2 separate regions of the Sus scrofa genome follow, and region 1 is linked to region 2. Evidence: chromatin contacts called from public HiChIP or PLAC-seq data. All regions are on one chromosome and are shown on one strand. Each heading gives the region's core, a stretch centred on a gene start, on an enhancer-like site or on the middle of the called end of the contact. The rest is flanking DNA. Distances are from core to core; before and after follow the strand shown. Region 1 has its middle 33 kb from the start of PAPSS1. Region 2 overlaps SGMS2 (phosphatidylcholine:ceramide cholinephosphotransferase 2).

Region 1 (2,700 bases), core at 72-2,571, 160 kb after region 2:
GCTCAGGCCAAATATTTTGTAGAATGTCCCTCAATGTGGGTTTTCTTCATGGAATATTTCTTCATAACTAGACTTAGGTGATGACTTTCTGGCAGGAATACTGTATAAGTGAGGTTGTTTGCTTGTCAATGTAACATTCAGGACAAATACAGTATCAGCATTTTACATTTTTGAAAATGTCAACTTTGATTACTTGGTTAAAGTGATGTCTTCCATGTTTATCCTCCCTAAAAGCACTATTTTCCTTTTTGTAATTAATAAGCTACTTTGAAATTATGTAGCTATCTTGTTCTTCATTAACTTTCAACCCAATAGTTTCGGCATCCATTGACAACTTTCTCTGAATCAATTATTGTAGTAGTTGCCAAACGGTGATTTTCTATCTCCATAATTCCTTCTACACGAGATTCTCCTGCAAGAGAATTTTTCCTTCTTCCCTATCGATTTATTTATTATCAGAAGAAACACATCTATTTATTGAATCTCAGTGTAATCTTTCCTCACTGATCAGCATTGCTGCCTCTGACATTTGTCAAGTTTCCATATGTTCGTGAGTCTTTCTGGGCTCTCTTTTGTTCAATGATCCTTTGGCCTTTCCTGTTCCAAAACAGCATTAAGTAATATGGTTTCATCATTAGTTTCAATGTCTGATTGGCCAAGTTTCCTCTTTTTACTGAAGAGTTCCTGGGATATTTTTCCTTTTCCATGCAAATATCAGAATCAACTGTCATTTTTCACAAAACTTCTGTTGATATTTTGATTAGGATAACATTAACTCTGTAGGTCAATTTGGGGACAATAACTTTTTTTAAAAAAATTGAGCCTTTCTTTCCATGAACATAGCATATTTCTCCATTTACTTAGGTATTTTGAGTGTATTTTAAAAATGTTTTGTGTTTTTTTTTTTTCTGTACATGCCTTATACATACATCTTTTATTAGATTTAATTTTAGATAACTTATTTTTGAGTTATTTTTAATATAGTCTCTTTCTAAATTACGTTTTCTACTTATGTGTTGTTACAGAAATGTTTTCTGAGTACTTGTTAAATTTAACAGAAATACAACTGAATTTTGCATATTGACCCTATGGTAAATTCTTATTACTTCTCAAAAGAGACCTTTTAGATTTTTTACATAAACTTATAACTTTTGTGAAATAATGCAGTCCTTTGTCTTCCTTTTCAACCATTTTGGCTTTGATTTATCATTCTTGTCTTTCAGTGTGAGATTAATAAAATGGGTAGGAGACGGCTCACAGTCCTGGGCTTCACCATCCAAAATCCATGCTGGGTCCCCACTACAGTTTGGCACCATCTAGTGGTGATTGTTCACTCCAGTTTACATATTGATGGGAAGTATTCAGGGTCTGTAGCGACTGGATATCACAAAAGTATCAGTGATTCCAGGAAATTCTTGGCTAGATGGCAACAGTTTTGTTGGCTCAGTTTGGAAATATTGAATTGGGAGATCACTGAACAAGCAGGATTCAAACTCTACCTCCCCTTTGGGTTTTGTGCTTTTTTCATGTTAAGTTCCTCCCCTACCCCTATCATATTCCATTCCCTGTCCTCAGGAAAACAACTTTATTCTCCTTCCTCTGTTCTACCTGTGAGGTTAGGTGGTGGATGGGAGCAAATCATTCATTCTATAATCTCAGAATTCATGACATCTGGGTGTGTTTCACAGGGTTTTACTGTATTTATTTGTGCATTTTTCTCTCTCCTTCCATTATAGTAAAATAGTAACTACAAAAGATTGAGGATTTTTATGTTTCATTCACAGCCATATTTCCAATGAATAAATAGACATTTTCTTAGCATTCAGGCACCCAAGAACATTCATTGGATAAAATGAGCAAATGGATATTGAAATATTCCATTACACAGTAGATTTGTTAATTTCTTCCTGTAATTCTACCAACTATTGCTTTAAGTTTTCTTTTTTAAGCACCTGTGGCATGTGGAAGATCCTGGGCAAGGGACTGCACCCAAGCCACAGCAGCACCTCAAGCCACTGCAGTGACAATGCAGGATCTTTAACCCGCTGTGCCACAAGGGAACTCTGCTTTAAATTTTTAAGGCTTTTGGGAGTTCCCATTGTGGTTCAACGGGTTAAGAGCCCAACATAGTATCTACGAGGATGTGGGTTTGATCCTTGCTCAGTGGGTTAAGGATCTGGCATTGCTGCAAAATACGGCATAGGCTGCAGATGCACGCTGGATCTGGCGTTGCAGTGGCTGTGGACTAAGCCAGGAGCTGCAGCTCCGATTTGACTCCTAGCCTAGGAACTTTCATATGTCACAGGTACAGCCATAAAAATTTTTTAGGGTTTATTTTTATTAGATGCACACAAAATTAAAATTGTTGTGGCCTTTTGATGAACTCAGTCTTCCTTAATAATTTAGTTTTTTGGGTTTGGGTTTTCGTATTTGGTCAAAAACCTAATTTCAAGGCACTGCACTAAGCCATCCTGTGGATCAGTGTCTTGCTTCAATAGTGTTTGGACCAGGAGTTCCCATTGTGGGTCAGTGGTAAAGAACCTGACTTGTATCCATGAGAATGTGGGTTCCACCCTGGCCTTTCTCAGTGGGTTAAGGATCCAGCATTGCTGTGAGCAGAGGTATAGGTCACAGACATGGCTCAGACCTGGTGTTGCTGTGGCTGTGGTGTATGTAGGTTGGCAGGTGCACCTCCCATTT
Region 2 (2,700 bases), core at 14-2,513:
TCTTTTTTCTATTTTAAAATTTTATTGGCTCACAAGATTAATAACCTAGTATACTGGAATTTACATTTAATAATTTGATATTTCATGTTTATATTTACAGTGATATTTACTTTAAAAGTGTGGAAGAGTGGTTGAAGAGCAAAAAGAAGATCTACTTCCGGAACTTTAGATGACATATCAAACCAGGTTATCATTCCAAAACATAAAATAGGAGTTCCTGCTGCGGCACAACAGTGCTGGGACACTTAACCCTGGCCCAGGACCTGGGTTAAGGATCCGGTGTTGTCGCATTTGGAACTGCAGCTCGGATCTGATCCTGGCCCAGCTCCATATGACGTGGAGCAGCCAAAAAGGGGGAAAAAAATAAGGAAATACATGAAAAAAAAGTTGTTTTTCTTCTAATCCTAAGTGGGGCAGTAAGGGGATAAACCTGTAGTTGCATTTCACTAGGTTCTGACAGATAAAACTCATAGAATACAAGAATTTTATAGCTGGAAGACACCTTACTCCTGTAGCCTGGGGGGCTAGCTCCAGTCCCCACAATTGTTCTGTTAGCTCAGAATGTTAGAAATGGAAGGAACATTCAGAAATCTGGAGATTTCACTAATGATGCATTCTCCAGGGCCACAGACCCCACGCCTCCCTGAAGTCTCTCACCAGCCCTGCTTCCCTTCCTTACAGGTCATCTGGTATTTATTCTAAAAGTTCAAAATGTCTGAGCGAACCAGATGCGTTTATTTTTGTTGATCTGCAAGAAGCAAAGCTGAAGTAGGCAGGGAGTATGGAGGTGGCGCGAACGGTCATTTTACTACTTGCGAAATTGAGAATGAGGTTTAGGACCAGCCACTCCTCTCCCATAAAGATGTATTCTCGGAGTTCCCATTGTGGCGCAGCGGAAACGAATCCGACTAGGAACCATGAGGTTGCCGGTTCGATCCCTGGCCTTGCTCAGTGGGTTAAGGATCCAGAATTGCTGTGAGCTGTGGAGTAGGCCGGCAGCTGTAGCTCCAATTTGCCCTCTAGACTGGGAACCTCCATATGCCTCAGGTGTGGCCCTAAAAACCAAAAAAAAAAAAAAAAAAAGTATTTTCCGTAAACTGCCACACTGGGGCCACTGCTGATTAATTGAGAACACTGGCTGTCCCCAAGAAAAGATTTAATATAAACTATTTGGAAAGAGAAGTGGCAAAATGGCTATCCTCTCTGCTCTCTCATTCTACCCACAGGGATACCACTGAGCCACGAGATGATGACGCAGTTACTGATGAGCTCCACTGCCCCGGTGGCATCCCAGGCCTAGCCGTCAGAGAGAGAAGAGGAAGAGGGAGGGAGGGAGAAGGAAGTGGAAGCAGGGGTGGGGGGGGTGGAGGAAGGGTAGAGGAGGGGGAGGAGGAGAAGTTTTCTCAACTAGCAAGACTTTTGGTGGTACTAAGAGCTAGACTGATTTATCCAGGCTAAGTTTATTTATTATTTATTTATTTATTTATTTATTAATTATTATTTTGTCTTTTTTTAGAGCCACACCCGAGGCACATGGAGGTTCCCAGGTTAGGGGTGGAAATGGAGCTACAGCTGCTGGCCTACGGCACAGCCACAGCAACTTGGAATCCGAGCTGCATCTGTGACCTACACCACAGCTCATGGCAACGCCAGATCCTTAACCCACTCACTGAGCGAGGCCAGGGATCGAACCCACGTCCTCATGGATACTAGTCGGATTCATTAACCACTGAGCCACGACAGGAACTCCTATCCAGGCTAATTTTATAAGGAACCTGGGTCCCAATGATACTATCTGCGCAACAGTGTAAAGCTCTACTCTTGTTAGTCCAAAAAATGATCTTGGTCCCACGTTTTCAAGTACTCTTATGACTAAATTCAGATCAGCTCCTGACGAAAGAGTAAACAAGGAGAGTCCAAAATGATCAAAGGGCAGGAAAGCCAAAAAATACATATATATAAATGATGCATCTAATTCTAGAAGCAGACTGCTGAAAGAAACCATTGGAACCACCGCTTACTCAGAATAACACATGGTATAATTTAGAGGGTGACTGTTTCTCTTAATTGCAAAGGAAATAGGTGTAAACATGGAATGCCCTGTTTACATACAGCACAGGTTCTAAAGTTAGGTTCATATCAAGCATTGCAGATTGGCCATTTTGTTTCTCACTCAAACCTGGAAAAAGCAGAATATAATTCTTTCCTTGCTGTATGTAAACTTACATGATTTTTAAAACCTCAAGCTAAATCATAACATTGGGAGGACAATTCTACATATTGCATTAGCCTTTATTCAAGTACAAAAATAACTGCACAGTTTCCCTGCTACTGCTCTGAGGTAAAACAATAACAATGAGCAACACACCCAGACTCTTCTTTGGCAATTCTCTAAGATCAAACAACTTGGGTTTCCAACTATTCTGAACAGAGCCAAGAAACTGATAATGCAACATCTGCACTCAGCCTGCTTGAGTTTGCATACCCCATCCTCCAATTACTAACTGTGGACCGTGGCTAATTCATTCGCTTTCTCCATGCTTAAGTTTCCTCTTTGAAAAATGGAGGAAAATAGTGCTTCCCTCATGGGGTGGCTACAAGGATTCTTCTACCCCAATTTTTAAATTTTTTATTAGCATACAGTTGATTTGCAGTGTTATGCCAATTTCTGCTATACAGCAAAGTGACCCTGTCATAAAT

What was found. HiChIP or PLAC-seq counts read pairs in DNA pulled down with a chosen protein or histone mark.
Region 1: an H3K27ac HiChIP or PLAC-seq map of alveolar macrophages shows a contact between it and region 2, with 7 times the contacts expected there. The contact joins two enhancer-like sites. A contact is called at or near these places in 2 of 5 promoter capture datasets (fetal skeletal muscle and liver), 29 of 47 Hi-C or Micro-C datasets (adipocytes, adipose tissue, alveolar macrophages and 17 more) and 2 of 2 datasets of contacts at active chromatin or transcription factors (alveolar macrophages and skeletal muscle).

Annotation. Positions count from the first base shown.
Region 1 is chr8:114,217,915-114,220,614 of Sscrofa11.1, forward strand. No RefSeq gene overlaps it. Among named protein-coding and RNA genes, the nearest start is that of PAPSS1, 33 kb to the right of the region's middle. Within about 2 kb of position 1,322, at least 5 of the 83 cell types and tissues checked have an H3K27ac peak or open chromatin away from gene starts, as enhancers often do. A contact at or near this core is called in alveolar macrophages, where this site is marked.
Region 2 is chr8:114,060,093-114,062,792 of Sscrofa11.1, forward strand. All of the region lies in intron 4 of SGMS2 (phosphatidylcholine:ceramide cholinephosphotransferase 2), which reads right to left. Among named protein-coding and RNA genes, the nearest start is that of MIR9843, 49 kb to the right of the region's middle. Within about 2 kb of position 1,264, at least 2 of the 83 cell types and tissues checked have an H3K27ac peak or open chromatin away from gene starts, as enhancers often do. A contact at or near this core is called in alveolar macrophages, where this site is marked.